Linked DNA regions of Drosophila melanogaster: region 2 is linked to region 1. A link is a contact called in public Hi-C data. All regions are on one chromosome and are shown on one strand. The core of a region is the stretch at or near the end of the contact, and the rest is flanking DNA. Distances in the headings are between cores, read along the strand shown.

Region 1 (5,634 bases), core at 2,654-5,153:
GCCGTAGCCACCTGCACAAAGTTAAAAGAGCAGCGCATTAGCCAGGCAATAGATGTATATGAACCGAGAGTCACCTTGATTTGCAGATCCTGCGGGGTTAGGTTCTCATCGTAGGGTATAGGCTTGCCCAGATACGTCCGAAACTTGACGGGAAAGCCACCGTAGATGGGATACACCGGTATGCGCACCTTATTGTACAGTCGCATGAAGAACGTCCGAAAGATGCCCACCTGACGGAAGCCCTCGCGCAGATTCTGCGTAAAGCAGGGAATGATGGGCGCCTTTGCCTCGATGGCCACCTTGGCGAAACCGACACGATTGCGCCACAACAGCTCGTAGTAGTGATCACCGAACTGTGCCTCATAAACGCCGCCCGGCGAAATGGCCAGCAGATTGCCATCCCGCAAAATGCTAACGCACGACTGCACCGTGCCGGGACTGACGTGGAATGCCTCAGAGATGGTGCCCCAGCCGGGCAGCTTGAACAGAAATCGATCGCCGATCGTGTAGATCAAACGCTCGCGCTGCAGCAACATTCGCGAATTCAAGTAGTACATATCGATGGGTATGGCGCCATGATAGTAGACAATCAGCGCCGGTCCCTCCTGTGGCACATTCTCCAATCCGATCACCTCGTAGCCATGATAGATCCGAGCATGTGCATCCCAAATGGCGGCCACTATCTTGCGGCCCACTCGCCAAAAATTGCGATCGCCCTGCACGGCGCGCATTATTACCTGCCTGGAAGATACAAGGTGGTTAACTATATTAAACAATTACGCATGATATAATATATAAATCTTTGGTTTTTTGGTATCTGAAGTATCTGAACTTAAGGCCTGGCATAAACACTTGGTTAACTGCGTGATACGTGTATCAAATGCACACAGTAGATGCCTGATATTTCAGGAATATATTATTCCCATATTCTAAAAGCCGATCGAGGGCGAAAACTAAAGTTCGAGAAGGTCATTCAGGTTTCGGCCAGCTCGCCTAATTGATTTGGCAGTCGTTGTCGGAACAAGCGGGCACTGATAATTATGTTTAAATTTAGTTTGCCTGTCCGCAGGTGTTATCAGCACAAGATGGTCGTGTCTCTCCATATCAAAGAACTTATAAATCAATATACATGCATATATGTACGTACATATGTATAAACACATATTTATATAAACAGAATTCGGCTCACCTTGGCAGAAAAAACTGCGTTTAGTGGGCCGCTGATAACAGAGTTCATTCACGAATCTTTTGGCCCCTTGGCGACCAAAACAATGTCGCTGGGGAATCGCAAAGAATCCCCAGTCATTTCAGGCAATTAATAATATACATATATATATATATATATAAATATATATAAAAGATATTGCATTACTTTGGTGTTTTAAGTAGCTAATCTCTAAATGCCATTGCTTTCTACGGATATCAAGGCCGCCGTTGGGCAATTTCGTAACTCTTAAAACGATGGGATAATTATCATGCGATAAGCACGACACATTAAAAAAAAAGAGAGAACATCGTTTATGCATCGTCAAGTTTTTATCTCAGAACTTGTCCAAGTGGAGCGATTGAACCAGCGGCAAAAAGAGCTCCAACAGCTAATTGCATTCGATTCAATGTGGCTCCATAATTCCCGTGATTACGCCCCATATCCCCATGAGGAAAGAGCGGCAGAGGGGAGGGGGTGGTCCACTGATAGCCACCGGTACAGTAAAGCCTGTCGGTTCAACAATACAATGCCTGGCGTGTTTTGGTTTCTAATCGAATCGTACTCACAAAAAGAAGGGCATTTTTCACTGCGTATAACATAGCTAGTATAGTAAAATTGGGCACTACAAATTGTATCTTTGCACTAGTTTAGCTTAAAATAATAATAATAATATATATTATACTTCTTTTTCATGCACGAATGTTTTAAATAAGCAAATTATCATAAAAATATTTCTCTTATAAAATGTATCCATTGAGAACATATAGAAATGTGTATATACATATATTATATGATTGTAATGCATTTTTTAAGCCCAAGTTCGTCATAAAATATAATCTTGTTTGAGCAACGAATTAGCGTCGTGAAATCATGTACTAAATTCCTAACCAAACAGAAGTCGAATATATGTACATATGTATTTATTAGCCCTCTTGAACTTGGAACTGATATCGAAATCGAGCTAATGCAACGACTTTTCTCCGTGTGCAGCCAGCCCGTGAGCTGCAGAATTCGCTGGCCAATTTAGTTCTAGCCATTAGGGCTTCGCGGCTAATTAGCATGGCCAACCGGTTGGGCATTAGAGAGTTGGAAATGTAGAATAAATAGAAGCACGCCAACACAGGCCAGTTCAAGTATATATTTGAGTATATATACATACATATATGTATATTTATAAGCCGAGTAAAAGTTGGCCGAGTCGATCACCTGCCGTTCGACTTGGCTTTTCATTTTCAGTATCGGTGCAATGGTCGAGGGTGTAATGTTCTTCAGGGGTCAGTGTAGTCAGTGCAGCCCAACTTGGCTATATTCCAACTATATATACTATCTAGATGAATATAATTCAAATATATTACTATCTGGTACACATATCAATCCTTTTTTTTAGATCGATAACAGCAGTTTTTACAACTGAAATCTAAGAACTCAAGTAATTGCTTTAGTTTCAAAAACTTTTTCGAGCTAGAAACACATGTAGATTATGCTTATCGTATTAATTTACTTAATTTGCAGAAAACGATCAATTATTGCTGAGCACTTTTTTTAATGCCCATAATTTCGATGATTCAACACATATTCACGGTTTGTCAAAATGTTAATTTCAGCGTTTTGGGAAACAGCTGCATCATAAGTTCCCTTAAAAACAGTGAAAACTAAGTTTATTGGACTATATTACGTTTTCTGTTTGCCTTATAGAGTGTCCACTGTATTCCCGTGCTTTGTTTTATCTAGCTTTTTTTGTTGGCAACACTGGCTGCCCAACTCTCTCCCACTCTACGCCCCTTCCTTACAACGCCATCTCTTTTTATGTTCCCTTTTAATTACAGGTGCAGAGCGGGACGGAAGACGCCGGCCAAAGGGGGAAGGGGTGCGTGGTAAGGGTGAGTGGGGGAAACTTGGCTCCAAAAGTGCGCGATCAGCATGAGAGAGTTCATTAACAGTTGCAATTGAGCCCGCGAAGCACACTGTAATTGTTGTAATTCCAATTTCCCACCCAACTTATACGCAGCTTTCCAACATTTCCATTTCGCTTACCTGTGCAGCTTGTAGATGAATAGCACCAGGAACGAAATGTAGATGAGGGCCACGAAGACCAGCGGCAGCAGAAAGGTGACAATCAGGGGGGTGAGGAAGCGATATAGCCATAGCGAATAGTCCAGATCGATGTAGGAGGCTAGAATCACAAGGTATGCAGTTGGTGGAGGGGCATTTGTTATGTATGTATGTATGTACATAGGTCAGCGGTGCGCCTTATCGGGCGCCAAATATTCGATATTACTCACACAACAGGGAGTGCAGCGTTTTGTACAGGTTCTCCAGAAATTCCATTGTCAGGCGCTGCTCCACCTCATTTGTTGTTCTTGCGCGAAAAGAGAAGCGACCGCCCACCACAACAAAAACACAAAAAAAAACGGTAGAAAAAAGAAGGGAAAATACGACAGAACAAAAAAAAAAAAAAAAAAAACAAATCGGTTTGGCCTGATTTTGTACACTTTCTTCGGCTCGCTTTGCGCTTTTCGAATTCTTTTCGCTTCCTCCTGCTTGGCGATTCTTTTAAATGGTCATCGTATAGTGCGTTTCATTTGAATCAGTATTTAGTATTTGCGCGGCTTGAAATGCATTTTATTTGCATGTTATTTGCTATTGTTATTGTTATTGTCAGTCGAGACTGTTTGCTGGTTTGTTTGTTGTGATTTTCCTAGCACAATGTAAACAATTCGCGGCGCTGCGCTCCACTCGGCTCACACGCAGTAGAGACAACCGACACCGTTCGCAGTCAGAAACATTGTGATCGCGCCGCGCTTTTTTTTGGTTAATAATACTACAAAGTAGCGATTCTTTTATTGTTGTTCCTTCATTCCATTTCGTTTGCTTTTCTGTTGCTCATCTACGTTCTTTGCACCTGGCAACGCCGGCCCAGCTGTTCTGGCTGCAGTCGTTGCCAGACTTTGGTTCTTGGCACCCAGAACAGAACAGTGATGCTCTCTTGGCTAATCACACCTGTTTCTAGCCGGTCAAGGAAGTTCGAGGAAAAACAAAGTTGTTAGTATACTGCATATTATGAATGGCAAGTTCCCAATTAGAATACAACCGCCAACTTGAATTTGAACATTCGCTTATTGGTTTGTATCGATTGAGTGCTATCGGTAATTGCCGGGTGCCGTGGCACCATCGATAGTACCGCCAGTGAGCAGACAGTTGTGCCAGCACTAGCACTTATCGACATTAAATCGGAAGTCGCATTGCAATCGCATGCAATTTGTTTTGTTATTAATTTTCCAAATAATCTCGGGCCTGGTGCTGCTGCCAATTGTGATTCACTACGTCTATTACATAATAAATGCGATTGCCGGCGATCTGTGCGAGCAGAAGAGAGCGCAAAGAGAGCAGCAGCTGCAAAGGAGCCCCACTCCGCGCCACCAAAACCGCCACCCCCCGCATCCGCCACCCACCGAAGAGGAGCCTGTGCTTTCCATAAACAATTTGACAAATTCTAGTCGCTCTCCGACAGCAGCAGCAACAACAACTGCAATGCAAACAAACGATGACGCCAAGTTTATAAAAAAGTGCGTATGTATGGGATTAGATCGTGCGTGCGTGCGTGTGTGTGTTTGTTTGTTTTCATGTGTGGGTGTACAAGTGGCCGAAGAACAAAAGAAATAGCTAAAGCACTCGTCATGCGTCAGAAAGAGAGCCACAATCACCTGGCGCTCTCTATTGATTTTCCACTTTGCGTTCACGCTTCCTCCTTTTGTTTTTTGTTATTTGCAACCGTTAATCGTTATTCGTTATTCGTTGGGTTCTTAACTTTTTTGTTCGTTTTATTAAAACAAAAGCACAAGTTAAGCCAGGCTCAAAAAAAGAATTGGATTGAAAAATCTATTACCTCATTACGCATTGAACCGCATAATTTATGATTGATCCAACAATTTGTCTCGCTCTCAATCCAAAACAAATGCAACGACAACAACAAACAAACAAACAACGAAGGAGGTGGAAAGGCGGATCCATTGAACCGCATCCCACGGATAAGGCGCTGATTGTCAACTACCAACTGGAGGCCACCGTCTTCGGGGAGCCCAACAATCCGATGATCGAGGAAAAGAAGGTAAGAACGCACGGTTACACATCGCTGCACTGGGAGAAAATGCTAGTAGATATTAGAAAATTAAAATAGGACCAGCATTATTGGTATCAAAGATGTTGATAGGGAAAGAATATAATAACAACAATATGCGAACATCTGTAACTTAGTTCTTAACTATGTTAGGTTCATAAAAAAAAAGGAAACAAAGTTGATCCTTAATCGAATAGGTTGAAAAATTGATCTAGATGTGTACACATACATATATTGCTTATTAGTTTAAATACTAGCAGTCATTGTTCTACAAAAACATCCGAATGAGTACTTAAAAAAGCTACTTCTG
Region 2 (5,538 bases), core at 689-3,188, 360 kb before region 1:
CTGATGCCCCTGTAAGACAAACATTGCATGTAGATAAAGAGCTCTGCTTCTGCTGCACTTGACATTGCCATGATCGGGTATTTATCTAATCTCTAATCCCTAGAATTGTAATATGTAATTAGCCCTTGTTTTCGCTTAGTCTCTGCTATTTGCTTGGCAAATTCTGATCTTCGTTGTGGCGTGAGTAGGCCGGCAGACAGGCGCCGCTTGAAAAGCAGCCCATGCCATTGCTCCATGCCATGGAAGCTTGATGAGGCTGACTCACTTGGCACCATTTAGCCCAAACTGCATTACTGCAGACTTGGCAGTAAGAGGTTGGGAAAGCAGAAACAATCAATATTTGGACGTTCTAGTGATTTCTGAGGATACAAGTATCAATGTTTCTATGATCTTAAATTTGCAAAATTAACTACGCAAAGTAAATAGAAAGAAACGTATTTGAATGGTTAAGTGCAGGATCAATAATACTTCAACTGAATTTAAAAGGATTTAATAAGAGGTTTGAGATCACGGCAAGTGTAGTTCGATTCTTACCTGCCCAGAATCTCCTTGGGCTCGTATTTGGCATAGAAGCCCTTGGCCGCATCCTTGTCGGGCAGCAGATCATCCTCCTCGTCCTTGGCCATTAGATTTCGTGAAATCTTGCCGGCTGCCGAAACGGCAGTTTGGAATCTATTTGGTGGACGAGCGGAAATCAATTGGTTAGTGAAGGATTACATGATGATGACGGTGATTATGGTCGCAATCAAGATCAGTTAGTTACTCTGTCAGGCTGCCTGCTAATGAAGATGATGGGGATGGGATGCGGTGGCGATGGCGATTGAGGCGTAGGAGGGGGCGGTGATTTCTGGTGGTGTTCTGTTGATGAGGTTGATGCGATCGTTTAAGGCGTTGCTATTTTTATAACGACAATGTGGAAACGAACGGACGTGCGACACGAGTGGAATCTCTCGCCGACTGCGATTGAGACTGTGACTCTCCGACTTTGCGACTTTGCCGACAATCAGACTTGCCGACTTTCCGACTCTGCCGACTTTCGTTCTTTTCTTTTCGTTTCTTGCCGCCTCGCCGCGCTTCGCTTCGCTTCGTTCCGTTTCAGTTTAGTTCAGTTCAGTTCGGTCTTCCTTTTAATTACCAAGCCCCTGCTATTCGATTCCACCCGATTCGATTGGAAGTGGATCCTCTCCTGTCGCTCTCGATTGCTCTCTCGCTCAGCTGTTGGCGGCTGATTTAATTAATAACGAATGCCAACTGCAAAAACACAGATCGATTTGAATAACAGGCAAAAATTAAATCAAAAATAATAGAATTAAAATGTATTATTAAACAAGTGTTGTGTGTGTGTGTGTGTGTGGTGTGTTCACAACGAATGATTACACAACTACAACGCTTTGTTTTGTTTGCATTTCGAAAGGGTGCACATTATCGTTGCTGTTTTTGTTGTTGTTTAGCCTCCTTATCAGTGATACAGCTTCTCTTCTTCTACTACTGTTGCTGATTTCTTGCAGTTGTTTTGCTAGCACGCACGCACACACACATAAGCACGCTCGCATGCACCGACTATGTGCAGCAGGTTCCTTTTGTTTTTGTTTTTGCTCTGCTCTCGTTTCTCCCATCCTCCTTTGCAATCCCACACACACACTCGCGCACACAGACGCCGCATAGCACACATATACGCACACACACGCACCATCGTGGACATCCAACTAAGCGGGTACATTTCAATGTCAACTAAGGTTAAAAGTAGTACGCTTTTTGGCGGAGTTGGCGCCCGCACCGCCAGTGAAACACATACACGTGTGACCGCTCGCCTCTTGAATCGCTGGCAACGACGTCTCGAACATAACTCCACACAAAATTTATATTCCTCGGATTAAATTGCTAGTGCAACAATAAAACCCTGTATTTTTGACACAATCACAAAACTGGAGGTGGCACTAGTACCGATATCGAAGTAATGCTATCGATTGTTCCCGACACTCTGTCATATCGATAGCATTATATCTATCGACACGTAATTGTTAGCTAAGACACACCCCGACCAGGGATGGCACAGTTAGCTAAGACAACATCCTAACTTAGCAAGGACTTGATCCCACTCGGCATGGTTAGCAAAGACGCACTACCAAAATTGAACCCTCAACGGTGTTAATTTAAAATGAATCCTTTTCTAAATACCAATTAAATATAACAAACATAAGTGGACTTATAAAATAAGTCACTTCATAGATTTGAATATTTAAATTACCATTATTATATATGTTAACTTTTAACAAAAACTGTTGCTAACATTTTGCTTTGGCCTTAACTTCCTTTAACTTAAAACACGCGACTAGATGTTGATGTATTTTATATTTATTTACGGAATACAATTGTAAAAAATATTCAATAAGCGCTAAATGTATATAATAATTATGAGGCAAATGTTACATTTTCCTTTGCTTTCTTCCGCTGAATGGGCAAGCGGAGCTTAGAATGTTCTTCATTTTCGTTTTGGAAGGGTCGCGAAAAGGGATGATGATGGGTCACAAGATCGGATCGTTAGAATCCATTAAGTTAATACTCGGGCGGGACTAACCGCTCGTCGCGTACTTCGTGGATTAAGGTTTCAGTAACCTTCGGGATGCAGTCGGAAATACGTTGATTTGTTGTTGTTGTATATTTACTATCAAAATGCCGTAAATGGAATACACAATACAAATACAAATACAATTGCAGCAGCAAAGTTGTTCATTCAGTGCCGTATGTAGATACATTACAATAATATAATTATTAATTTATCAAAAAAAAAAAACCATATATATATATTTATAAAGAAGACAGACACACACGCTTGCTGTTGTACACATACACATCGGATCTCTAGGCTTACAAACTTACAAATAATATCTATTTATATACGTATCTTTATGGATTTCTTGCCATACTTGGTTTACGTTGCCTTGTTGTTTTTATTTTTCTTTCCTTCGTTACTGTTTTCGCGTCTAACCGAAGTTGATATTTCACCTAAGTGCACGCTTTTCAATTAGGGGAACGATCAGGATGTGGTAGGTTGTTATGCTCGGAAGGTTTGGAGTTTGGTGGAAACCGGTAGAAAAAGAGCTAGACGCTCCGGTTTTTTGGCTGGCAGGACGACCTAATATAGCAAATCCGTTTTCTGTGTACCCTCGCTGTACACAACTTCGGCGCCCGGCGTCGCCGTCAGATGGTAATCATCCTCGTCCACAGCTGAACCCTTCTTGGAGGCACCTGCTCCATCTGCAGTTCCAGGTCCTGCTTCCGTTGCCGCCAAGTCGCCCTCCTTGATCAGTCCCTCGCCGATGCCCATAATGCTGCCATTCCCGTTGAACATCAACCGGCTGCCCGCAGCTCCGGCTGGACTGCTCCCGTTGCTGCCTGGACTGTGGCTGCCATTGCTGCTCCCACTGCTGCTGCTCTCGGGCAGGGCGTATCGGGTGACACCCAGCTGGAATAGGTTGTCCATCGCCGTGCCCTTCATGGGCGTGTAGAAGCCCAGAGCCGTGGAGCCTGCAATTATGTGTAGAACGAGATTAATCGACTGTATATCTTTATTTCAAGTGGGTTTAAATCCTTCCAAGGATTTGGGGTTAGTACAATGATAAATAAGGTGGCTCCGAGTTGGGAAATATATATTTCAGAACATATATATATATATTTATATGTATATATAATCGAGATGAGGTGACGGTGTTGTGGATAAAGGAGGATCTCGCCTGGATCTTTTCAAGCAAATGAAAACGAAACATGACCAGTGGATAAAGAAATGGAAGTGGAGATGAGCGATGGAAGTTGATGATATGACTAGGATGTGCCAAGTGGTGTTGGTGGCTGGTGTGTGCGTGTGTTCGAGTGTCTGTTCTAATCTGGGTTAGTTACCTTAATAATAATATGAATTGGCGATTAGTTTGATTGCCCAGCGGAGCAGACAGAGCAAGTGCACTGGGTTAGAGGTGTGGCATTTCTGTTCTCGCACTTGAATCGGTTATTGGGTTATTTGGATTGGCATTTGGCATTAGGCATTTGTCATTTCGCATATTGAATATTGCATTTTTCATTGTTAAGTTGTTCTATTCTTTACTTGATAGTTATTTATTGCGGTTCGGGTTGAGCGGCTGCAGTTATTAATCGGTTATTCAGTTTACGGATCGGTTTAATTGCCTTTGCTTGTTTGTTATCATAGATATTTTTGGTTTTGGTATACAATAGATATTATTTCAACGCTTTGCTTATGTATTCTGTTACATTTAAATAATATCTGCAAAAAGAAATTGGTATGAACAAAAAATAGAAATAGAAGTAAACAAATAGCAAACAAACAAAGCGACAGCGGTGACTTTAACAAAAGGTTGTTGTTGAAATGAAAAACCATTTGGGTGGCGTGAAACAGCGGGGGCGAGAAGGTAGGTTAGCGTAACTACATGGCTACAATTTCAAATCGCAAATTGCAATTCAATACATGCCCCACAACTGCATACCAAACCGAACTGAGCCAAACAAAGCAAACATACATAAGCACATAACACATAACTAACGCCAACTCACACGGGTGCACAAATATATATACTTAAGTACGTAACTGAAATGAAAATAGTCACTAACTAGTGTTCTGTGATTCGTTTTTGTTTGGTTTACACCGAACACATGTCGAAATTAGCCGCTACATAAAGGTTCTTTGATTTGTCTGCAGCTTTAGTTGCTTTACTTTTCGTTTATTAAACGTTTAGTTACACCCCAAAATTTGCCATGAACACTTAGTTATCAATTATCGCAATTGTTTCGGTTTCTGCGATCTCTAGCTGAGTAGTTAGCTTAATTCTTAGGCGTTGCCAACATTTATAGGTGACCTAAATAGTTTTCTACAATAATCTTTAACTTCCACATGGGCTGGGTGGGCATAGTACAGTTCAATCTGATGATTGGCATACGATTTACTAGGTAAACTATCATATAATGGTTGCTAAAGACTATGGAGCATCTTATACCTAAGGTTGTGGATAATGAATACAGACGGGGGAGCAGGGCATTATCAAGCAGCAGTCATAGGAACATGGTTTGGTTTTAGTGAAACATGGGGACACCAGCATTATCCATCATTTAGGTTAGTTCTAAAATCCATCATCCTTCGCGTATTCTTCGCTCGCTAATTCGCGAATTACTGTTGATTGTTATCCAGAGCATCGCATAAACGATTAACGGCGGCAGTGCATCGACATCGGGAAGCATCGTGAATCGCATCTATGAATCGATTAAACGTGTGTTTCGAGTGTCCGGTTGCCCCAGTGTTTGTTTTCTTGTGTGTGTTGTGATTGGTGTGTTCGGGTTTGGTGTTCCTGGTTTCCGCATTGAGTTATTTGTTTTGGAGTGAGTCGGATATGCACAGGGTTACACTTTACAGTTTAGCGGCCATCAAACCAATATATATTTTTGTTTTTTTTTTTTTTTGGGAGCGGAACGGGGTCACCAAGAGGTATCCAAGGGATGATGGGTGTTCTTTAGCCTAGTTGTAAACATATAGTA

The links. A called contact is a pair of places that touch in the nucleus more often than the background predicts.
Region 2: a Hi-C map of the Kc167 cell line shows a contact between it and region 1, with 1.7 times the contacts expected there. The contact joins the promoter of PhKgamma here to the promoter of Kap3 in region 1. A contact is called at or near these places in 14 of 107 Hi-C or Micro-C datasets (the Kc167 cell line, the S2 cell line, brain and 3 more).

What each region holds. Positions count from the first base shown.
Region 1 is chrX:11,338,353-11,343,986 of dm6, reverse strand. Kap3 (Kinesin associated protein 3) reads left to right here and starts at 3,903. Exons shown (of 10, transcript NM_001103480.2): 1 at 3,903-4,249; 2 at 4,577-4,773; 3 at 5,198-5,315. The coding sequence starts at 4,739. It overlaps CG34348, which reads right to left and starts at 4,114. Exons shown (of 4, transcript NM_001103484.3): 1 at 3,490-4,114; 2 at 3,242-3,380; 3 at 75-741; 4 at 1-11. The coding sequence starts at 3,535.
Region 2 is chrX:11,691,537-11,697,074 of dm6, reverse strand. PhKgamma (Phosphorylase kinase gamma) reads right to left here and starts at 1,938. Exons shown (of 11, transcript NM_167297.3): 1 at 1,796-1,938; 2 at 764-1,251; 3 at 535-672; 4 at 1-9. The coding sequence starts at 626. bif (bifocal) reads right to left here. Exons shown (of 6, transcript NM_167295.3): 6 at 2,335-3,528. The coding sequence ends at 3,137.